Linked DNA regions of Mus musculus: all the other regions are linked to region 3. A link is a contact called in public HiChIP or PLAC-seq and promoter capture Hi-C data. All regions are on one chromosome and are shown on one strand. Each heading gives the region's core, a stretch centred on a gene start, on an enhancer-like site or on the middle of the called end of the contact. The rest is flanking DNA. Distances are from core to core; before and after follow the strand shown.

Region 1 (3,296 bases), core at 100-2,599, 1.2 Mb before region 3:
ACACACAAATTTAATAAATGTATTTATCATAAAAAAGAGAAGCAAATAATGAGACTCTTATAGATGGTACAGTTGACCAATACAGAAAAGCAGACAATTTTAGTTATAATTCAGTATAAACTAGATTTTGTTTTATTTTGGGCCTATAGATGGAAGCTAGTGGTTTAAAAGCGCATTGCTAATCACCAGTGCTGTGGGTAACAAGGATACTCCAGGTAAAGTTTGGTGCAGAAGATAGGTTAATAAGTACCTCTTCGCAAAGGAGAATTCAATAATTACACTTCTACAAATCATTTTGGAGGAGGTAGCAAAAAAGAAATTCATCTCAGCTTTATTACAAATTTTAGTCTGAGTAGCAAAGGAGATACTCCCATAGCAGTGTATTAGGTAATAGTAAATCATTGAAAATGGGATACAGATGCTATGGGTCAGTGGGAAGAAAAGGACACACAAATACTTTGGTTGTTTTTTGTTTTTGTTTTTTGTTTGTTTGTTTGTTTGTTTTGGTTTTTCGAGACAGGGTTTCTCTGTGTAGCCCTGGCTGTCCTGGAACTCACTTTGCGGACCAGGCTGGCCTCGAACTCAGAAATCCGCCTGCCTCTGCCTCCCAAGTGCTGGTATTAAAGGCGTGCGCCACCACGCCCGGCTACACAAATACTTTGATGTCATGTTCAAATTGTGGAGTTTTCCTGATTTACCTAAATCTTATAATGTGCAAGAAAAACAAAGCCCAAATCACCATTTGCTCACAGCTAAATTGGGCAAGTCAGTTTTTTCCTGTAGCCCAAACTATTTCCCTGTCCTGTCTCTGCCGCCTACGTTCTGGAAAAGCTACTCAAATCTTTTTCTTCAGGATAGTGATGATCATTATTAACAGGTGTGTTCTAATGATTAAATGCGATAAACTTGTCCACTAAGGTACCAGGACCAAGAGCCTGGTTTTTTTTTCCTTCTAAGCTTTCCTGCTAGTCCCTGCTCCTCTTGGGACATTGGAGAGTAGCAAGAAGTCGAGCTGTTCTGGCAGTCTACCCAATACTTCTCAGGAAGCACAAAAATTTGAAACCCAACGGCAGCAACTCAGTGGGTACCGGTGACATCATCGGCCACACCCCTACACCCCACCCTTGAGGCGGGCATAGGTGCACGCATGCGCATATTGAGGCCCGCACGCTCCCCGTGCAAGCGCTTCCCACGCCCTAGGCGGTCTCTGTATCCCAGGCCTAGGCAGCAGCCCTTCGCAGGAGGGGCGGGACGAGGGCGGGGCTCCGTGAGTGGCGGACGCGGTAACCAATTGTCATTTGGCACCGCCTCTGGCTCGGTTTGAATTCCGCGGGGTCCAACGGCTCGAGAGTGGAGACGGACTCCGGGTGAAGTCTGCTGCGGCTGGTTACCGTTCTCCGTCCCGCGCGTGGCAAGTGGAGGGTCTCGATTCTGGACAGCTTGGAGCGTCCACCATGAGGAGAAGGTGCGGGTCTCTTAGGGGCGGGACCCATTACTGAGGTGCGGGTCTGGTACCAGGTTCGACAAGCTGGGTTCGCCGGTCTTCAGGCACCGATGTCTGTGGCTGGGGCGCTCGAAGCCGGCTCCGGAGGGCATCTGTGCCCGAGGCCACTAGCGGGGCGAGCAGCGGGGACAGCGCGGGGTTGACACGCTTCCTCGAGGCCGGGGTGGGTTTGTCTCAGGCCTGGCGTAGCTGGCGGCCGAGCTCAGGTGCCGCCGCAAGTCGCGGCTACTCGGCCTCTTCTCTGTGTAAACGCTGAGCATGTAATGGTGTGGGCTTCTCATCTCTTGAGTATAGTCTGTAATCGCATTGCTCGGGAGGCTAGAACAAAATCGATTCGAGTTTAGCCTAGGAGATGTAGTTTAAGACTAACCTGGGCTACGGAGTGAGACAGTACAAAAAGCCCTGAAGTTTTTTTAACCTTAAAGTTTTAAATGTATCGTTTTTTCTTCGTGTCTTACAGTTCCGCGTTTTTACTTGAGTTAGGAAGACGGCTTGAGCCGGCCAGTGGTGGCACACGCCTTTAATCCCACCACTTGGGAGGCGGAGGCAGGCGGATTTCTGAGTTCGAGGATAGCCAGGGCTACAGAGTGAGTTCCAGGACAGCCAGGGTTACACAGAGAAACCCTGTCACAAAAAAAAAAAAAAAAAAAAAAAAAAAAAAAAAAAAAAGAAAGAAAGAAAGAAAGGCTTTATTTCCTTGCAAGTTAACAAATTCGAATTCTTTTCCGGTCGTTTTAAGATTCCCAGGCGGGGTTAGAGAGATGGTTTAGCGGCTAAAAGCACTGATTGCTCTCCCAGAGGAGGTGGGTTCAATTTCCCAGCACTCACAAGGCAGCTCACAACTGTCTTTAACTCCAGTTCCAGGTGATTTTTGACACCCTCACATACAGACATACATCTAGGAAAAACACCGACGCACCTATGAAAATAAATAAAAAGAATCCTCTATTAAAAAGAAAATTCCCGGGCACTGCTTGGGAGTGCCCGATTGGAAATCCAATCAGAACTGACTCTTTGAGTAAAAGGCTGAATGCCGTTTTCGAATTTATAAAATAATTTTCTGCAACGAGTTGGGTGACAAGGCTTTGTAATTTCTAAGAATCTTGGTTTTGTGATTATAGATTTTGATCATTTTTTTTACCCCCAGATACTTGGCCTCAAGAGTCTGGGAATAGAATGAAAACAACTGACAAGTAGTATTGTGAAAAGAAATTGAGTACAAGGCTAAGGATTTCAGATATTCCCATCTGAATGACGTTATTCATTAAGCCCTTCTGGGGTTAATGGTGCATTATGAAGACTAGTAAAATCCTAACTTACACTGAATAGAAATTTGTATTCAGAGTATATTTGGATATGATTACCCTCACCTGTAATCTACAGATCTCAGGAGTTCAAGACAGGGAGTTCCAGACATCTGCAATATAAAGAGATCCTATTTCAAAATAGGAAAGCCAGACAGCTGGGTGAGGGGCACATCTATCCCCCCCACTGTCTTGGGAGGTAGAGGTGGGAGGTTCAAGGCCAGAGCAGCTTATAAGAGACCACGCCCCTCCCCCAAGAAAATAAAGTCTTCCAGTATGGCTTGTCCAAGTATTTTCTGCTTTTGTTTTGTTTTTTGTTTTGTTTTTCGAGACAGGGTTTCTCTGTGTAGCCCTGGCTGTCTTGGAACTCATTTTGTAGACCAGGCTGGCCTCAAACAGAAATCCACCTGCCTCTGCCTCCCAAGTGCTGGGATTAAAGGCATACGCCACCATGCCTGGCTATTTTCTGCTTTTTAAAAAACTTCTGA
Region 2 (3,213 bases), core at 312-2,811, 1.3 Mb before region 3:
CAGAGTAAGCAGATATTCATATCCTTGTACTATAGGCTTAGATTTTTCAAAACCTACTTTGTATTCTTGAATGCTTCAACATCCTTCTAGTCCACCTATCAGAAGTAGGGGGGATAAAAAGGTTAGTAGGAAATGAGGGCTGTGGACCTGTTTAGAAGTAGTTCTTTGGGGAGATTGGGAAATCTCTGTTGTTAGAATATCATCAGCCCAGTCCAAAACAATTAACATGAGTCAATAGCAGCAGTCCAGCCTTACTGGCAAACATCAAACAGGCGTCAGTAGCAGCGGTCGATCCAGAAGAAATTGAGAGAGAGGCTCCACAGGTCAGCAGAAGTCAGCAGAAGCAAGCGGCAAGAAGTCACCTGAATATCACAGAAAGTTCTGTGGCAAGCCAGTCTCTATGAAGTCAAGACAAGGGAAGATCAGCAAGTCAGTGCAAGGCGAACCAATGCAAGAGCCTTGTCACACTGTCTGTGGAGTATATTTATATTCTTTCTACTCATCACACGTCCTTTTCCTTCCTGCTTCAGAAAGACATTCTCACCTGTCTCTGCTTCAGCAAAACATCTCGTGACATAACTGAGTCCCCCCCCCCCCCAAGAAAATTTCCACTTCAATGTAGTTTCTGCAATTTTTTGTTTAAGGTTTTTCGAGACAGGGTTTCTCTGTATAGCCCTGGCTGTCCTGGAACTCACTCTGTAGACCAGACTGGCCTCGAACTCAGAAATCTGCCTGCCTCTGCCTCCCAAGTTCTGGGATTAAAGGCGTGCACCACCATGCCCGGCTAATGTTTGTCTTTTTATGAATAATAATAATAATAATAATCCAAAATTCTCTGGATTTTGCTACAACAAAATAATCTGAATCATATGTTGGGTTGGGTTTGGTGAAGAAAGCTAATGAAATTCAAAGTGGGGGGCAGGGATGCCAGGTTATAGGAAGGCAACAGTGACAGAGAAATTGAATGAGGTCATTCTGTTATTTCATTTTCTTGAGGTTACAAAAGTATTTATGGTTGTGGGTACCACATCAAGTTATGGGTGTAGGGGTGAGAGGACAATGTATTGTTTTCTTCTTCCACCATGTGGGTTCTGGAGGTCGAACTCATGTCCCCCTGACTTGTCAGCTATCATTTTGGTCCGCTGAGCCACCTTGCTGGCCTTATTCTGTAATTTGCTAATGGAGCTAGTGAATGAAACATTGGAAGGCATGTGTTCTTATCGCAGCTGTCCCTGTTAAGGGCAGGAATTTTTTTATAGCATCATTTCTAAATGTGGAAGAACCACAAGCAGCTATTTTGTCCCAAACATAAACATATTTGGGTTGGCCATAGGATTCCAGGAAAAGTGGAGCAGAAAAGGTGGAACCCGCCCCAATATGGGAGGACTACAAATCCCATAATGCGTTGGAAAAATACGTCTCGGCCGTTCACGTACACTCGGACCTCTAGACGCACCCGGCAAATGCAGACAGCTAGGGGGCCAAGATGGCTTCTACTGGCGCCAAAGTGGGTGTGGTTCCCGGGAAAGCCACGCCCCCAGAACGCTACTGCAATAGGGGCGGCCTTCGTGTCCATAGCGACGGCGGCGGCGGCGGCCGTCTGCTTGCTTAAGAAGTCGCCGCCGCCGCCAGGATCTCGGAGCCAGGAGTTAACCCCGAGGGGGAGCGGGCTCCCCCTCGCGACAGCGGGGACAGACAGTCCTGTGGAACGACGAGAAGGTCCCCGACGTCCAGCAACGCCCAGGAAGAGCCGCAGCGAACGAGCGGCGGCCATGAGCGACCAGCTGAGTCCAGCCCCGAGCCGATAGGGGCAGCTCCAGCAGCCCCTGAGCTCTCCTCGAAACCTCGGGTGGGCAGTGTCTGCCGTGGGTTTCCTTTCCTCTATTGTAACCCAAAGAGTCTTAGCTATTAGAGGCCCAACCCCAAACGCGTTCACGTAGGGAAACTGAGTTCTGGCTCAGGGAAATCGCCGGCCGATAACCTTTGATTGATAACCTTTGATTTACAGCTGTATCTTATTTTATTTTTTTTTAAAGATTTATTTATTATATGTGAGTACACTGGATGGTTGTGAGCCACCATGTGGTTGCTGGGATTTGAACTCAGGACCTTTGGAAGAGCAGTCGGTGCTCTTAATCACTGAGCCATCTCTCCAGCCCTCTACAGCTGTGTTTTAAAGCAGACTTCTCCAGTTCTGTCAGCCACCTTTCTTCCCCTTCAGGAAACAAAACAGCCGCGGTGGTGGTTCCTGTCAACTCTATTCTGCACTGCACACTTATATCTTATCAGCCCCCCATGCTTCCTCCCCACAGCCCTCTACTTGGAAACAACCTATTCTACAGTAGGGTTGATCTAAAAGGGCAACATTTCATTCTAGCACCGTAAAGGCGCTCCGGGTAAATTCCTGCAGGACTTCCTGGGCCCGGAGAAAGGTCTGATAAATATTTATTCCTATCCCTTTCCCCTTAGAATCTGAGAGGATGGAGCCCAATAACTGTAAGACCAGTGAATCTGAGGAAGATGATATTGAGGAAGAAGAATCTGAGGAAGAATGTGTTAGAGAGGAATCTACCACCCCCAACTCTACCCAGCAGGCACTTAGAAAGGCTGACTATAAAGAATTTGAGAATGGGGTTGCCTTATCGGTTGTAGCCAAGAAAATTCCAAAGAAAATATTAAGTGCAACAGACACAGATGATTTGGAAGTTGGGAGGAGAAGAAGAAAGCGGAAACGAAGGTATCTTTTCCTTCGATCCCTCACAGGTGTGACTCTAGAGACATTACCCCTTGGCTTCACACCACCATTTGGTAGCGGAGCATGGTGGGATCCAAGCTTTTCACTTTAGCCTTTGGGAAAGGAGAGGAGAGCCAGATGATGGTGCATGCATATAATCCCATCATTAGGGAAGCTGAAACAAAAAGATTACGTGTGTTCTAGACCAGCTTGGACTACAACGTGAGACCCTGCCCCCCATCAAAAATCATATAACTATGGGCTGATGAGATGGCTCAGCTGGAGAAGAGGGCTTGTTGCTCAAGCATGAGGGCCTTGAGTTTGAACCCATAGTGCTCACATTAACACAACAAAACAAAAGATGGCTGTGGGGTTGTGGTGGTGGCCAGTGCCTTTGATCCCATCACTCAGGAGGCAGATGCAAGCAGATCTCTCAGTTCAAGACCATCCTGGTCTATAGAGCAAAATCCAGGACAGCT
Region 3 (3,351 bases), core at 711-3,210:
TCTCATTTCGCTAAATAGAAACTGGATTTTTAAATGTTAACCTTTCAGATAATTGTGTAGTATTAAACTCCTAAATTATTAACACAATGAATTGCAGTGATAGGTTTTTAAACGTTAAACACTTCTGGGGAAACCTTTCTTTTTTTTAAGTCTATCTGGATAGACTACTCGGTAGGCTTAGTGATCTGTCAAGAGCTTTGTCTTTTGGTGAGTTTAACTCCGAGTTTTCTCTTGAGCTATCTTTGCTGGGTTTAGCTATTAAGACACTGGTGCTGGTAAATGATCTGAGCGCTTTCTTATGTTAAAATACAGTGTTCGTTGGGGTGGAGAGATGGCTCAGTGGTTAAGAGCACTGACTGCTCTGTAATGGGCTCTGATGCCCTCTTCTGGTGTGTCTGAAGACAGCTACCATGTACTCATACTCATATACAATAAATAAATAAATAAATAAATAAATAAATAAATAAATAAAATACAGCATCCATGACAGCAAATCAGGCAAGTAAAGTATGTGCAACTTGATGCCCTGTACCAGGCAAAGGAGCCAGTGTGTGCCTGTGCCCAGTGTGTGCCTATGCCCAGTGTGTGCCTATGCCCGTGTGTACCTATGCCAGGGTGAGAAAAGCACAGGCCAAGCCTAGAAAGTGAGTGTAATGGTCTCACTCTGTAGCCCTGGCTCTCTGTCCGTCCTTCCTTCCTTCCTCCTCCTTCTCCTTTCTGCTTCTCACTGTATAGCTCTGGCTGGCTTGGAACTCTCCACGTAGACCAGTCTGGTGTTGAACCCTGAAGGCTGGTATTAAAGTAGTGTGCTACCATGCCCAGAAAAGTTACATCTTAAATGAGTAAGAGAAATGAAGTAGATTTGGCTCAAGCTGATAAACAAGGTAACATTTTTGCTCCTGATTTTGTATATTAAATCCAAAAGCCTTGTATGTTTGGACTGCATGTAAGGTCCTTTCATTACACCTATGTTTCTTATTTTGTTCTTTTTGCTTCAAATTCTGACCTCAAACTCGCAGCATCCAAATGAACTCTGAACTCATTGTTCTAAACCTGCTTACTTTTAGTTTACTTTAGCATTTGGTTTGCACATTCCTGGAGAACTCTGGCAGCTTACTAGGGTGCTCAGTAATTGCCGCCCCTGAAATCTTAAGTCTTTTCTGCAGCCTCACAATGTGAACTGGAATAAGCTGGGCTTTTTAATCCAACAGGATGGATGTCCTTGTAAAACACAGCAATAAGCAGAAATAAGGAGAACAAAGTTTGACAACAGAGTAGGGCCATGCTGCCTCAAGTCAAAGCACACACAGGATTTTTAGCGATCACCAGAAACTAAGTAAGGCAAAGATATCATATTCAAAATGACAGAGGAAGCCTACCTCTACCAAGGCGCAAATGTCAAATGTCTTTTGTTTTAGTCTCTCAACATTTGAGGTCTATCCTCAGGAAATTTATCCAAAAGTGATTTTACTTATCTTCCTAGACCCATGATCAAGGCTAGGAAGCTCTTGGTCCTTTCCTGGATGAATATGCATGGGCTTGCAACCAGGGGGAGTCAAGAGAGCGACTGAGTAAAGGTTACTGAGGTGCAGTGCACGCTTTGCTCTCTATAAGCAGGGTGGCAAGAATGAAGAACACTGAGAAGCTTAACAGCCAGGGCTGGGTAGCACAAGAACGCAGAGGAGTGTCGCAGGGGCGGGACGGCGTACTTCAGTCCCCAGGATGCCGCCTGCCAGGGGAGCAGAGAATAGCATACTCAAAACAATGCGGCAGCTCTCCACACCCACCCAGGAGCTACAAGCCGGCCCCCGAGTCTCCCACGATCCAGACGCCACGCAGCTAGACGCTAAGCAGCAGAGGACTCGCTCTGAGCATGCGCACTGGGAAGAGCCAAGCCCAGCCGCGCCGCGCGGTGCCTGACGTGGAACTTCCTCCCTACGGCTAAGAAGCCGGAAGTGGACTCATTTTCCACCGGAAGGAGGGAGAAATTATGACCGAGAGCCTGACACCTGATGCTAGCGGCTTTTGTCTCGCCAAGTTGACCCAGTATTTGGCCACCTTGTGCGGCGGGTGACTATGGTGTCCAGGTAAGTGGCTGACGTGGCAGGCGTCCCAGGAATGGGAGAAGAGATGGGTAAGCTGCCCGGCTATCGATCTTCCTTCTCTGTGTTTGTTTTTTCTCCATCTTTTTCAAAGAGGGTTGCTAGCCCACGGAATGGTGGGTAGATATGGAAGGAGAAATACGCGGTCACACAGACTGAAGTTAAATTAAGCACACACACATACGTACGTACATACATGCACACATACAAACACATATTCACATGCACAGAGCTGTTGAATATTGGCTCTGTAAATCCAGGCATTCCGAATCGATGACTCTTGCCTGAGGGAGGAATCACCTGTTGCAGTAATTTTAGCGCCCGTGAGCACATGCACACGCAGTGGGTGATTTTTAAGTTTCTTGAATGTGTCAGCAAAGGCATTTAATGTTAGAAAAGGGCAGCAAGGAGGCGGTGGAAAGTTGCATGGTTTGTTGAGGACAGATTCTAAAATCCCATAGAATTCTTGTACAAAGGAGTTTTTATATTGCTTTCTGATGGTGTGCGTGGATGGGTAGGAGGTTGGAAAATTGAAGGAGTGAAGACAGTAGTGAGGTGCACTTAGATACTAGCCTGATGGCTTAGTAGTTAAGAGCATTTGTGGCACTTCCAGAGGCTCTGAGTTTGGTTCCCAGCACCTATATCAAATCACTTGTACCTCAGGACCCAAGGAGTCCAACACACTATTCTGGCCTCCTTGAGCACCACACACATATGTCATTCACTCACAAAGACACGAACATACATATATATAAAGCTTAGATAAGGTGTGAGTCCACCAAAGGAAAGTCATTCGTCAGCCATCAACATGTTTGACCCTGTAGATCAGTGGGTCACAACCGTGGGTCACAACCCCTTTGGGATCAAATGACCCTTTCACCTAAGGGGTCACCTAAGACCACTGGAAATACAGACATTACATTACAATTCAAAACAGTAGCAAAATTACAGTTATGAAGTAGCAACAAAAATAATTGTATGTTGGGGTCACCACAACATGAGGGTATTAAAGTCACAGCATTGGGAAGGTTGAGAAGTGCTGCTCTCGATGGAGATGAGTTTGCCGTGTCTGCCGTTCCCGGTGTACTGTGTAGCAACAGAAGGCAAACATGGGAATCTTCCTTACCTATTGCCTGTTATTGCATAGAAAACCCTGGGGGTCTTAAGCAAGATCTGAGCTCCCCCTAGAAAGCTTGTAGCGGAATACTTATTTGTGCGCTCACTATGGCTTTGTGCTGGCAACCTGTAG
Region 4 (3,247 bases), core at 115-2,614, 1.2 Mb before region 3:
GGCCCCCAATGTTCCTCAGCGACTCCTGGAAAACTTTGTTCTTGGGTTCTAGGCTCACACATCTCTTCAGGTCAAGGACAGCCTGGTCCAGGCGGCCCAGCTTCTCTAGGGCTTGGCTTCGGCGATAGAGTGCTTTGACATCCCCACCGTCCTTTTCAATGGCTGAGCACAAACAGGAACTCTATCAGCACCCAGGAGGCCACCGTCTCCAGGCAAGAGCAGTAGGGATAGATCTCGAGGGCCAAAGGAAGATAGGGGTACGAATGTGGAGCTCGGTGCTTCAGCCTCAGAAAAGGTGAGGGCGGCTGCAGAAAAGGAAAGGCCGAAGAAGTGGGAAAGCAAGTAGAAAGACGAGTGACTGGGTCCAGAGGAGGAGAAAGGGATGGCTCGGTGGCCCCAGAGTCCTTTCCCACCACAGAAGACCCCATTGCTCCATATGAGGACCCACACCCACCCTACCTTTAGACGCCTCTGATTCTGCTTTGCTGTAATCTTCCTGTAAGAGAAAGATCAGGAGCCTGAGAGTGGCAATGGCACCCTTGTTTTGCTGAACCACCTGATCCCCCACTACCCACGCCTAAAGACCTCTGGCAATCGTGCGTGGCTAGGAAATGCCCAACTGGTGCACAAACAGCAGCGGCTATGGGCAATCCCAGGCCCAGGTAGAACCAGGTTAGAGCAACCCGATCCCCTCACCAGCTTGAGGTGGCAAGCAGCCCTGTTTCGGTGCAAAATGGCCTGGTCCTGGGGCGTCGCGCCGAGACTCAGGGCCTGTGTGTAGGCGGTCAGGGCGCCCTCGTAATCCCCGCATTTGAACAGCTCGTTGCCCTCCTTCCGCAGCTGCTCGGCTGAGCTGGCCTGGAGAGAGAGAGAGAGAGAGAGAGAGAGAGAGAGAGAGAGAGAGAGAGAGAGAGAGAGAGAGAGAGAGAGAGAGAGGGAGAGAGAGAGAGAGAGAGAGAGAGAGAGAGAGAGAGAGAGAGAGAGAGAGAGAGAGAAGAGAGAGAGAGAGAGAGAGAGAGAGAGAAGAGAGAGAGAGAGAGAGAGAGAGAGAGAGAGAGAGAGAGAGAGAGAGAAAGGCGTTGGGCAGAGCAGCGCGCCTGGGAGAAGAGCCGGGTCTTGGCCGAGTCCCGTGAAGGGCTAGAATAAGGTGACGGCGACCAGGTGCGAAGGCGCATGTGTGAAAGGGGAGATGGCACAGGAGAATCAGTACGCACCCCGGGGTCGGAAGGTCGGGGCTCGGGGGTCTCCGGGCCACTCACAGTCATCACGAAGCTAAGCTCCAAGAGCCAGTGCAGGCGCAGTCTTTAGAGCAAAGGTGTCCCTGGGATCCGCGAGATGCCGGCGACTGCCCCGCCCCAGCAATGCGTCAGTGTTACGCTAAACAAGGCGAGGCCAAGAAGTGGTTGGGTCTGTGCAAGGGCGGGGTACTCGCGTTGCGCAGGCGCAGGCTCAGGCTCAGGGCTGCTTCACGAGCGCCTAGTCTGTTCCCACTGGAACCTGTAGAGGGCGCGCGGAAGAGGCTCTAAAGGAAAGGCGGCGGCAGCCGCTGGAGTTTTGTTTTTCTCTCCGTCCCCGACCACGGCAGAAGTGCACGAAATCTGTAGTCATCAGTGCCATCAGCAGTAGAGTGTAGATGCCCAGTGCTAGGAGCGGGCCTGGACCCCTGGGGAGACAGGAGAGACTCAAGGTTGTCTACTGGCTGCTACAAGTCAGGGTTTGCAGAGCCCAGAGTCCCACGAGAGCAGGGGATAAATACAGATGCATACACATATTTTGCATACAAATCTGGGAGCTCGCAAGTACCTTGAAGACAAACGCGGCAGATTCAGAATTAAACCTCCTACTACAATGTGTCCAAGATTAACAAATCCTCTTTATTAACACCGTCCAAACCCCTTAAGACAAAGCAGCTTCTGTTACTTGTTTTCATTTACAGCATTGGTTGTAATTATGATTTAGTGACTTCCTCTCCACTAATCTGGAAGCTACAAGTCTCCCACTGCAGAATTCAAGGACAGTGCCCAAGACACGGGAGCACTCTGCCAGTGTTCTGCGAATCCGGGACTAGAGTTCTTACCTGAGGATGGGTGGTGGCTGAAGCGAAGACAAGTTAACTTGGTACAGGGCCTCAAATTCATCCAGGGTACAGCAGGAACCCCCGGCAGCCTGCAGGTGGCAACAGTAGGCTTCCTCGGGAGTGTCAGAGAGGCGCGGACAGAAAAAACCAGGGTAGTGGCCGCCTTCTGCATCCCGTGTAGTCTGGCACAAATGGGGGTGGTGAGCCAGGGCTGGAGAGAAGCAAGACGTCTATAGAGAAGGGAGGTTACCCACATCCCCTTCACCCTGCTCAAAGTGCAAAATGGGGTCCAAGTCCCAAAGAGAAGAGAAGAGGAGGCTCTCTCCACCCCTCACCATCAGATCTCCCGTACCCCAAGTCACCCTCAGAGGATAGGGAAAGTATTATACCTGAGAGGTCGGTTGGCTGGGCAAGATTCATCCAACTGAAAAGCAGTCCCCCACACAGGCCTGTCAGCAGGAGCCCTGGACCTCTCCCCTGGAGGCCCATAAGAAGTCGCCTCCACCTCAGTCGTAGTCCTAGGAATCCAACAGGGGTTCTAAGCCCTGGCTACAGACAAGAAGGAAGCTGAAATTAAAGTCCCAAGATTTGCAGGGGTGAAAACTCCTCTATTATAAGCTTGTGGAGAGATGAGAGTGATTGGGTCCTATCATCTGCTGGGAAATGTGAGGCCTTTGGCTCTAAACTGCCTATGATTTCCTAAGCAGAAGGGAGGAAAGGAATGCCAGGAGAGAAAAAGTTGAGCCATTGTCAAAAAGGAAGAAAGAAAGAAAGAAAGGAAAGAAGAAAGAAAGAAATGAAATGAGCGTGTGAAGCCAACTGTGTTTCTATCTACCCATTCCTCAATTTCTAGGCTGCACGGACACCTTGGGGGATATGGATTATTCCATTTTAGACCCCAGAGACCTCTGTTCAGCCTGTGGGGCATCCCTCTGTAACTGCAGCGCCATGGCAACCACCAAGCCTGTCAGAGAGTCCAGTCATTAGGCTTTCCCCTGAGCCTTATCTCCCCAGCTGCCAGCCCAGACACAAAAGCTACCTGCCTGGTGGAATACACTTAGCAGCTGGCTGTCTCCACTTCTCAGAACCCTTTGGGGAGATGCCAAGGTCTTGCTTATCCCTCATACTTCAGAGCTGCCAACGCCAAGACGGGATTTCTCCAGAAGATCC
Region 5 (3,524 bases), core at 991-3,490, 1.2 Mb before region 3:
AATGGAAAAGCAATACGGTGGTCAATCAGCAGTGTCTGCCAGAAACTTAAGTCAGGCTATTATTACACAAGGCAAATTTCTTGTTCCCCTCCTCCCCCTTCTCCTCCTCCTCTTCCTCCTTCTCCTCCTCCTCCTCTCCCTCCTCCTTCAGCATTGCTGCTTTTCACTTCCTGTTACAGCCAGGAGCATAGCTCCGTGGTAGAGCATGTGTTTAGCATGCGCCAGTCCTTGGGCATCCATCTCCACAAGAAAGACAAATCTGCCTAGGAATGTCCCTGGGCTACAGCTACATAACTCAGTTGTAGATCGTTAGTGTTATATGCACGCATGCCCATGAGGAGGCTCTAGGTCCAATCTCTAAGACAATGGGGGTGGGGGGGTGCTCTTGTCCTGTGCTGACAAGACTCTCCTGAGCCCAGGTGACTTGCATTTGAAGAAGAGAACAAGGTGTGACTCACCCTGGGGAAGTTCCCACCATTCTGGTGTCTGGCAGGATCATGCTGCACTCGGTCCAGCATAAGGTACAGAGAAAAGACGGCCACACAGAAGATAGCAGCCCCACACACCGTCACCTGCTTTTTCAGCTTCATACTGACCCAGGAGGCACGTTCCTGGCAGGAGAGACACCACCTGTAGTTCTGGCATGCAAAACCCTTCTGTTGGTGTTCCTAACAAACGCTCTGTGGACTCCCAAGGAGAACCAACCTACTTGCTTGACTCTGGGTAAAAAAGCAAGTAAGCTTTCAAGTACCAAATCTTGGTTATGACTCCCAACACACAAGTAGCACATATATTTGGGGCTGGTCCTGTAGGAGAGGAGTTCTGATTCCCCTCAGCCCAAGCTATAGAAACCAGGATGTGGAGTGTGGGGGTGCAGTAGGTAAAGAGGCACTTGCAGGCAAGCCTGACAACCAAAGCGATTCATTTGATTCATATGGTGGAAGGTGAAAACCAACTACCACAAATTGTCCTCTGATTGCCGCATGTTTTCTGTGACGTACATGCACATAAATAAATGTAACACATTACAAACAAACAAACAGGGATAACAGAGCCCCAACTCTGACCCACACTTCATTACACAACCACTGATTGCAAACAGCTTGCTCAGGACTCTGAGAAGGCTCTCCCAAGCCACGTGTTTCCTCCCTTCAGATGTATACATAAATACAAGAGGTTTTATTTTGTTTGATTTAGGGGTACAATCACCAGCTGGAGAGACAGACAACCCCCCCACACACACACACTCACACCCTGCCTCCCCTGTGACCTCCTGGGGCTGACTGGAACTCAGCAGAAACAGTGCCTGGCCCAGATCCTATCTCAGAGAATACAGAATGGATTTCTTTTAAGAGAAAAAGAAATGCCCATGTTTCTAACGCAACCCAGTTCTAGGATTGTCCCCATCAGTACTGATTCCTGCTGTGCAAAACTTCCAGTCCTGGCTTCCAGAGTGCTTTAAAGGGACTCTTAGGAAGCTAGCGGCGAGACTGATAAAGTCCCCAGGGTAGCGGAAGCCAGGCACAGCGGCTCCGAAACGGGGCAACTCGAGACGACCCACAGTGCCTGCCGCCACCGCCCGCGAGTCCCCACTTGCCTGCCGGAGGAGGGAGGACGCTAGCTGCTGAACGCGCGTGGGCGGGACCGCTCTCTGGAGTCTGCTCTTCGGGCCCTGGTGCTGAAAAGCTCAGTCACCTCAGCCTGCGTCCTACTTAATGCGATCTGATTCCGCTCAGGAGCCTCCGGGCAATATTTTTAGTCCCTGGAGATTGGGTCCGGGCCAAAGAGGGCGGAGCTAGGGAGCAGGAGCTGGGTCACCGTGGGGCAATTACCTGCCGAGATGTAACCCCCCTCCTCCGGCCCGCCCAGCCCCCCTCCGGCCCTCGGGGCTCAACCGGCACCCGGGGGCCGCAACGCTCGCGGCCTGCAGGCTGGAGTCCTCGCCCACGCCCCGCCTGGCCCGTTACCGTACGCGGCCGGCCTCCGCGCCGCTCGGGACCCGGCCGGCCGAGCCGCCACTGCTCGCATCCCGGGGGACCGCGGCCCGCGCGCGGGCAGTTGCGCAGGCTAAGAGGGACGCCTGGCCACCCACCGCCCCTGCTCGGCCCCGCAGCCGCGCTCCCGCGGGGGCCAGGGCCGCTGCGCGCTCCCTGCGCTCGCCCCGCGCCTGTGCTCCCGCGCTCCCGCCTCCACGGGGCCGAGCGGTGCGCCCGGCAGGAGGAGGGGCGCGGGGGACCGCGCGCAGCGTCCCCTAGTGCCGGGTCCCGCCGCTGCCTCGCCCCCCGCCGGGTTCCGCAGCGCCCCCTGGCACCCGACTCGGTCGCCTCCCGCTGGGTCGGTGCCGGGGTCCGCTATGGCTGCGGGGCGGCTGTGCGCAGCCGTTGACCCGGCAGGGCGGGAGTGGCGGAACCCCAGCAAGGTCGCGCCACTGTTTCTTGTTGTGTTTTTGTTTTTTTTGTTTTTGTTTTTGTTTTTTCTCTTGGTCTTCCAAGAGTAAGATTTAGGCAGGAGCAGAAAGGGCAAAACCGTGCGGTGCTTCGTGGCCTCCCTGCCTGGCTCAATAGTGATGTTTCTTAGTCAAAGGAATAGTGCCTCCCTCTAGGTTTTGTGAGTTCCGGGTGGCTCTGGGTTTCCTGACACTAAGGGCGAAATGCATATCATCCGGTTAAAGGTTTATTGAGCATCCATGTTTCCAATTTACAGCGTAAGATACCATACTGCAATGAACATCTCCACAAATTCCACACTTTTCTTCCTTTTAAGATTAATATTTGGATGGATGTAGGAGCCCGTGCTTAGTCCCAGCACCTGGAAGGCAGAGGCAGGGAGATCTCTGAATTCGAGGCCAGTCTGTTTTACATTTTGAGTTCCGGGACAGCCATAGCTACTTGGGGGGGGGGGGGGGGGAGATTGCTTGCTAGATCGTAGTGGCACACACCTATAAATCCTCCTGTCTCAGATTGACACAAATTCGAAGCTATCTTGGACTACACATTTGCAATCCTGTTTCAAAAGAAAAAAAGATTGCTAAAATTACTGCCTGAAACTGAGCTGGCCCACTAAAAGTCCAGCTCTTGGGAAGTTGAGGCTAGAGGATCCCAGCAAACGGACACTAGCCTGGACTACGTAGCAAAACAAATATTACTCTCTGTTGTAGACTACCCCTAACCCCAGGTTCACATCTTGAAGTTCTGTCCCCAGATTTGACCATATCGGGAGGTGGGGCTTTGATAAGATTAAGATTAGCTCATGAAGGCAGAGCCCTTAGAAAGCAGATTATCCTGTCCTTATAAAAACATCCCAGAACCCAGGTCCTCAGCAGTCAAGAAACAGAGATAAGGCAGATCTTGGTGAGTCCCAGGCCAGCCTGGGCAGCATGGTGAGACCCTGTCTCAAAATAAAAATAATAGCAACCCAGAAGCCAGTGAGGTGGCTCAGTGGGTAAAGATGCCACCAAGCCTGATGACCTGAGTGTGATCTTCAGAGTCCACGTGGTGGAAGGAAAGACTCCTCTGATCTCCTAC
Region 6 (3,122 bases), core at 314-2,813, 1.6 Mb before region 3:
GCTGTGGTAGGATCTCTTTTGGTGGTTGGTTGGTTGGTTGGTTGGGTTTTGGTTTTGCTTGCTTAGGGACAGGGCAGTTGATTGTGAACAGGGTAGTTGATTATTAACAGTAAGTTTCTTTAATAGAGATAAAAATGTTCTCAAATTGTGACAGATGCCACTAAACTGCATACATTAAGTAGCTGTATAGTGATTTTTAGCTCAGTGAAAAACTTAGAAACTAGGAGAAACAAATGCACGTGCAAATTGAAGTTGTAAACCCTGTCTTGAAAAACATAAACAACAAAAAATTGAAGTTGTATTCAGTGTTCTATTTAAAAACGTAGTTGGAAAATCCTATTTTAAAAAGCAAATACTTTTCATTTATGATGAAAAAAGGAATAAAAGACCCAGAGACATTTCTGTTTGTTTGTTTGTTTTTCAAAACAAGGTTTCTCTCTAAAGCCCTGGCTGTCCTGGAACTCACTGTGTAGACCAGGCTAGCCTCGAACTCAGAAATCCACCTGCCTCTGCCTCCCAAGTGCTGGGATTAAAGGTGTGTGCCAGAACCGCCCGGCAAGACATTTCTTAACGTGTACAAAAGGTGGGGCTGAAGCCTGAAAGTCTTCTGATTTTATTCCCTCTCAGACAGAACCAGTCTCTCAGGAGGATATTTTGAAACCTAACCACGAATAAAATATTGGGGTACAGAAGGCAAAGAACGGCATCTGCGTTTCCCCAAAGGAAATGTTTCCAGAAAATTCAAATGTGCACGAACATTGCTGAGGCATTCCATGATGGCATTTGTTTATTTGTTTAATTATATGATTTCTTAAGATGCGGTCTGGTGTAGCTCAAGCTGGCTTAGAACTAGCTGTGTATCTGAGGATAACTTTGAAGTCCTGATCCTCTCGCCTCCATCTCCCGAGTTCTGAGCTTTGAGGTGTGCACCACTACAACTGGCATCTTGTAAAAATAGCTCATTTCCCCCTAATTTTAAAAGAGACTTTCTGCAACCTTACAGGATAAAAAGTATCCCAACCCTGATAAGTGCCAGCCAATGCTGAAGCAAGTGATTCCACGAAAGAACTTCTCTCCATGCCCTTGAGAAAAAATAAACGTAAAAGAACCCAACGACCAGATCATCACAAAACTACGCTCATCAATTTAAAAAACAAAACAAATACAGAAACAAAAAACTAAAGACAGAGGCTGTCACCCAATATCTCAATGCGGCACACTGTGTACTGAGTCTGTCCCTAAGACCCAAGGGAAAGTGTCACAAAACACAGAAAAGCCAAGATCCAGGAAGGATGAGGGAGGAGCAGGGGGGTGGGTCATGCACGGTGCCAGAGCAGGAGATGCTGCTGAGCGCGGCTGCGGGCCGTGGGGAAGGGATGGCTCTGGTGCTCCGCAGGGGCATGGTTGGTGGGGCTGCACTCACAAAACGCTGGTAGAAGCGGACCAGCCGCGGTTTTCCATGGTTGTTGAAAACCAGAATCGCCTGAATCATCTTTGCCGGTCCCGCTTCTCTCGGTACCACCTGCTCCAAGAACGCACCTTCTTCCGGCACAACACGAACACTTCCTGTTGGTGTCCCGCTGAAAGCTGCTCCCGGAAACTTAGTCTCGGTACCCCTGGGCACCGAGCACTAAAGTGTCCTGCCGCTCTGGCACCCTGAGAGGTCGGCGCGCTTTCCTGGGGAGCACGGCTGTAGAAGCCCAGGAGCACGGTCGCCTTGGCCAGCCTGGGAACGAATCCAAGCCTGGCTGGGACTGAGCCCCTCATTCTGGTTCCATCCTGGAGCCAACCGTGTCGGCAGCAAGCATCGAGACTGGCAATTCCTGCCAGCAGCCGCGCCAGTTTGAGGGACCAGTAGGTGTTTGTGTTTCTTCTTCTAACCTTGGACTAGCAAAAGCTAGGCTTTTATGTTGCAGTGAATTAGGCAAAAGTCTGCCAGTCAAACGGTCATTCTCTCCTTTAGATGGTGAAAGTTGACATCATACGGGATCTCTCATCCAATCCCACATAAACGGAACGGTTGGTCTCAAACTGGTAACACCTTTTCTCATTTATTTATTCATTTAGTTATTCGTTTGTTTGTTTATATGTTATCTTTCTTTGAAACGGAGTCTCACTGTGTCGCCCTGCCTGGCTTTGAACTCAGAGATTCGCCTGCCTCTGTGACCCTAAATGCTGGGATTAAAAGCCTGCACCACCACATACATCCCTGGGATTTTAGTAAATAAAAATTCAAATGACTATTGCATTGAAGTGGGACAAAATGATTCAAATGTTGGACGGAAATGTCAAAGACAATTCTAAAACAGAGTAGCAAGAAGGAACCAGCTTTGCCCACCAATCAAACCAAGCAGGATAATTTGAAGTATGTTTTAAAGTTACATTTATATGGATTTTTTTGGAGAGGACCCACGCGCCTGCAACGGTGCATGTGTGGAAATCAGAGGACAATTTGGGGAGTCAGTTCTCTCTTGCTGTGTAAAAGATCTAATGTAAGCCATCAGACTTGGCAGTGCCTTTACCTCACAAGCCTCAAATCATAATTAAAAGGTGAAGTATTATTGAACTATAACACAATAGTCTGTGGTAAACAATTTTAAAGATTTAATTTTAATTATGTTGTATGTGTATATGTCCAAATGTTGCTTCAGGTGCCCTCAGAGACTAGAAGAGGCCACCTTAGAGCTGGAGTTTATAAGCAGCTGAAGTGAATGCTGGGAGCAACTCCAGTCGTTTGGAAGAGATGTAGTCTTTCCAAGCCCTTGGCATGAAATAATTTTAATATATGATGTAGGGGCTATCATAGTTTGGCTGTAGGAAGGAATTCCACAAGTGCTATTGAGATAACTGATTAACACTTTGAAGAAAAAGCAGCTTAGTTTTTTCATACTTTCATATATGTTAGGGCCACAGTGGATTAAAGAGGTAAGGAAAAAACAGAGTAAGGACCTGGGAGATGGCTCCACAGGCAAACTCACTTGCCCTTTAAGCCTGGCAAACTGAATTCAATGCCCAGAACCCAAGAGAGGAGAGAGCTGGCTTCCAAAATTTGTCTCTCATTGCTGTGGCACGTGTGCACTCATGTTCACACACAACATTAATAGCAATAAATGTGTATGATA
Region 7 (3,202 bases), core at 360-2,859, 1.1 Mb after region 3:
CCTGGAAATAAGTTGTAAACAGCAGCCCTTGGAAGATGAGAGCCTGGGTCTTGATTCCACAGGCTTTCTACCTCCTGGTCTGCCAGCATGTAAAAAGTCTTGCTTCGTGTTACATGAACAAGAACCCCACCATGTTTGACTGCCAGGGACTGCACCCTCTCAAACTGTATGCCCAAACAGACCTCCTCTCCTTCGCTGTTTTTACCACAGTGCTACCACAGTGGTGCAAATGTACCTAACAGATAGTCTTCAACAACAAATGAATATGGACAGATCTTCCATCTTTCCTTCCAACAGGAAAGGAGGCAAAAGATGAGAGGTGGTATGGGGAGGGATGATGGTGAAGAATCTTTGCCCCGTTTTGAGACAATGACTCATGAAGGTAGCCAAAGTTTAAAAACCATTGGCTGAGTGGAACTATGTATGTCATAGTAACTACCCATTTTGTCAAAGATTCTTGTACCTCAGTTATAAAACTGAAAGCAGCTAAGGCAGTGCTCTCGCTGCAACTAAGTGTTTGCAAGGGACATTTCGGCAGAAGTTATTAGCCATGCTTCAAAGCCTAAAGGGGATTCCTCTTACATTGGCAGTCCCCCCAGCTCTGTGGATGGTGATATTATTCTTGAAGAATGTAAAGTCCCTAATATAATGAATTTCCTGATGGGTGGATGGGAAAATAACTTAGTTTGTAGATAAATTCAGATTCAAATACATTTTTTTTCTTACATACAAGATTTTGCAGATTCAAGCCTTAAAAGTTATGTTTGCATCTGTTCAAACATACAAACAATGTTTATTACAAAAGGGGCTGAGAAACTGCTCTCAATCAATATGTGTTGTAGCTGGTTGCCCTTAGAAGGGGATTACAAGTACAAAGGGCTTGGCGTTACTCAGTTACTCTTATTCACTTATCAAAGGTGATCTAACCCCTGGGTAAACAGTAAGCTTGAGGATAGAGAAGAATGTGTTTACTGGTGATGTAAAGTTGTTAGGCAGGACTTACAAACCAAACCTGAGGTTTACGGTGAGGACTATTGCCATTTTTGTCTGTCAGAAAGGCCTCAGGAAAATGTTGCCTTGGCAGGAATAAAAATAGAGTTTAGAGGATGGAAGGTTCTGGGTGGCAAACGAAATACCATGGATACTGTTCTTTTAAGTTAACCAATAGAATCGGTGGGTGACTCCATCACTTACCAGCCATATTTGCTCATACTACTTAGCTGATCTGAACTGTATTTTAGCTTAAATCTCTGGATGGGAAGCCTCAGGGAATGCAAAGAAAATAAGTTTTGCCCAGGAGCTAGCCAAGCAGAGGAAATGGGCAGCATTTAGCAGAGCATAAGGTCGGGGGTGGGGGGTGGGGGGTGGGGGTGGAGTAGGGGTCTCCTCCGGTTCAGGCAAGGGAGTCCTTAGGGGGTGTGCGCGGCGGGGCTCGCGGCTCTGCGGACGCCACACCGGGCGGACGTTTCTTACCCGCAGGTGCAAATCTGGCACAGACACCAGTTCCTCATGCTCTGCGCTCCAGCGTCCCCCTCCGCAGGCTTAGGCTGGCACACTTCAGAGCAGCTACAGCGTCCGCCGTCGTCAAGGCGACCGCGGAACTCCAAGTTGAAGGGAAACGACGTGGCTTCCGGTGATGTTCTAGATGCGCGCGGGTCAGAGGTCACAGGCCCACAGGCCCCGCCCCCAGGCTCCTGCGACTTCCGGTCTGAGCTACCCCTGGAGTCTTAGGTGCGTGGGTGAGGTGCGGCGTGGAGCTGGTGAGTGGGGGGACTTGCTAGGGACGCCGGCGACCAGACGGTGACGGAGACCCGGGGGGGTCATGTCGATTGGGCTGGGCGAGGAGTGTCCCGAGCGGCTGCACTTTATAGGGACCCGGTACTCTCAGCGGCAGCGACTCCAGGAACCCAAGAGGAGGAAGGGCATGCAGACCTCGATTTGCTTCTTTTAATTGGAGAGAGGGGTAGAAGGTGTGTCGTGCACCTGGTGTGTTCCTAGGCACGTGATCCAAAAACTTTTAAGGACACTCAGTGCAGTCACAGGGCCGAAGTTCTCATGTCTGATAAAAGCCAGCAAGCTTGACAGAAAGGCAGACTTTTGGAGGGACTGAAGTAGGGAAGGGTGTGTGTGTGTGTGTGTGTGTGTGTGTGTGTGTGAGAGAGAGAGAGAGAGAGAGAGAGAGACTGACTGTCTGTCTCTGGTGTGTGTGTGTGTGTGTGTGTGTGTGTGTGTGTGTGTATGTATGTATGTATGTATGTATGTGAGTGTGAGTGTGACTTAGCCGGGCGCCTCTGCACCTGGCTCCCAACTGCGTGATTCATCGCATGGCAGATCCGGAAACTCCCAGCTCACCCCACAAGTACTGTCAGCAGGATGTGTGGACTTTACCATGGAACATGGGCCTAAAGGACTATATCCCCTCAGGGCCAGAAGGAAATAGATGTGGCTAAACATTCATTGGGTTCTCAGTTAAGGAATCTGAGGCGACTTGTCAGCATCAGCATCTCCCTCTCAGTTTGTCCATTTGGTTTTCGCTGTTGTGCACACCACCCCCACCCCCACCCCCACTAGATTTTGTACCATTTTTAATTTGCATTTAATGTTTAGTCCCAGGAAATAACCATGGTGCTCAGTGGTGTTGATAAGATGATTCGACTTCAGAAGAACACTGCCAACATTAGGAATATCTGTGTTCTGGCTCATGTTGACCACGGTAAGGCTTTTAGAATTGGGTTTTATTAACAAAGAGGAAATGTCTCTGTTTCATTGGAGCGGTGAGAGTGATGCTTGCTAAGGAGTTGTGTGTTGTGCCATGTCAGAGAAGCATGCTGTAGAACGTTTGAAATAAATGGATTAACGGGTGATTGGTGGTCTGCCCAGTATGTCATACAATGCTTTTGAATTTGGATTTTTGTTAAAATATGGAAAAGTTTCTTGAGATGGTAAAATGTCTGTGGTCTTGGTAGAATATATCTTCTATAAATTCTATTTAATTCATCCTATACTGAGCATTTGCTAAGTTGGCAGTGCTTTTTTAGATTTGTCAGGCCCTAGACATTTATGAGGCCAACCTGTCCAGCCAGAGAAGCTTTAGGGAGGAATCGGGGCTTCGTGGTGAGATGGGCTGGGGGTGGGGTGGGTGAGAGTTTTGAGACCTGGAGGATTGGGTAGCAAAGTGGTTAAAAAGAATTGTTAGACGTGC

What was found. Promoter capture Hi-C pulls out the DNA fragments that hold promoters and counts their contacts. HiChIP or PLAC-seq counts read pairs in DNA pulled down with a chosen protein or histone mark.
Region 1: a contact with region 3 is called in a promoter capture Hi-C map of liver, with 5 times the contacts expected there. The contact joins the promoter of Prc1 here to the promoter of 2900076A07Rik in region 3. A contact is called at or near these places in 3 of 39 promoter capture datasets (liver and pre-B cells) and 1 of 9 other capture datasets (adipose tissue).
Region 2: a contact with region 3 is called in a promoter capture Hi-C map of liver, with 5 times the contacts expected there. The contact joins the promoter of Ttll13 here to the promoter of 2900076A07Rik in region 3. A contact is called at or near these places in 2 of 39 promoter capture datasets (both in liver).
Region 4: a promoter capture Hi-C map of liver shows a contact between it and region 3, with 5 times the contacts expected there. The contact joins the promoter of Unc45a here to the promoter of 2900076A07Rik in region 3. A contact is called at or near these places in 3 of 39 promoter capture datasets (hippocampal neurons and liver).
Region 5: a promoter capture Hi-C map of liver shows a contact between it and region 3, with 7 times the contacts expected there. The contact joins the promoter of Man2a2 here to the promoter of 2900076A07Rik in region 3. A contact is called at or near these places in 3 of 39 promoter capture datasets (hippocampal neurons, liver and pre-B cells).
Region 6: a contact with region 3 is called in an H3K27ac HiChIP or PLAC-seq map of thymic regulatory T cells, with 9 times the contacts expected there. The contact joins the promoter of 5430400D12Rik here to the promoter of 2900076A07Rik in region 3. A contact is called at or near these places in 3 of 39 promoter capture datasets (the C10 cell line and liver), 2 of 115 datasets of contacts at active chromatin or transcription factors (large pre-B cells and thymic regulatory T cells) and 2 of 9 other capture datasets (adipose tissue and liver).
Region 7: a contact with region 3 is called in a promoter capture Hi-C map of pre-B cells, with 5 times the contacts expected there. The contact joins the promoter of Saxo2 here to the promoter of 2900076A07Rik in region 3. A contact is called at or near these places in 4 of 39 promoter capture datasets (the 3T3-L1 cell line, the C10 cell line, liver and 1 more).

The regions. Positions count from the first base shown.
Region 1 is chr7:80,293,127-80,296,422 of GRCm38.p6, forward strand. Prc1 (protein regulator of cytokinesis 1) reads left to right here and starts at 1,350. Exons shown (of 15, transcript NM_001374624.1): 1 at 1,350-1,465. The coding sequence starts at 1,455. It also overlaps a transcript of Rccd1 not described here.
Region 2 is chr7:80,244,815-80,248,027 of GRCm38.p6, forward strand. Ttll13 (tubulin tyrosine ligase-like family, member 13) reads left to right here and starts at 1,562. Exons shown (of 15, transcript NM_177765.3): 1 at 1,562-1,849; 2 at 2,470-2,737. The coding sequence starts at 2,481.
Region 3 is chr7:81,521,590-81,524,940 of GRCm38.p6, forward strand. It overlaps 2900076A07Rik (RIKEN cDNA 2900076A07 gene), which reads left to right and starts at 1,961. Exons shown (of 4, transcript NR_160675.1): 1 at 1,961-2,087.
Region 4 is chr7:80,338,855-80,342,101 of GRCm38.p6, forward strand. Unc45a (unc-45 myosin chaperone A) reads right to left here and starts at 1,365. Exons shown (of 20, transcript NM_133952.2): 1 at 1,215-1,365; 2 at 697-858; 3 at 460-496; 4 at 1-162. The coding sequence starts at 1,265.
Region 5 is chr7:80,369,135-80,372,658 of GRCm38.p6, forward strand. Man2a2 (mannosidase 2, alpha 2) reads right to left here and starts at 2,241. Exons shown (of 24, transcript NM_172903.4): 1 at 1,968-2,241; 2 at 1,598-1,795; 3 at 459-611. The coding sequence starts at 590.
Region 6 is chr7:79,919,086-79,922,207 of GRCm38.p6, forward strand. It overlaps 5430400D12Rik (a long non-coding RNA gene), which reads left to right and starts at 1,564. Exons shown (of 2, transcript XR_003946805.1): 1 at 1,564-1,854; 2 at 1,964-3,122. It overlaps Ap3s2 (adaptor-related protein complex 3, sigma 2 subunit), which reads right to left and starts at 1,555. Exons shown (of 6, transcript NM_009682.3): 1 at 1,424-1,555. The coding sequence starts at 1,492.
Region 7 is chr7:82,646,919-82,650,120 of GRCm38.p6, forward strand. It overlaps Saxo2 (stabilizer of axonemal microtubules 2), which reads right to left and starts at 1,610. Exons shown (of 3, transcript NM_177894.4): 1 at 1,474-1,610. The coding sequence starts at 1,511. Efl1 (elongation factor like GTPase 1) reads left to right here and starts at 1,696. Exons shown (of 20, transcript NM_175317.3): 1 at 1,696-1,760; 2 at 2,608-2,713. The coding sequence starts at 2,623.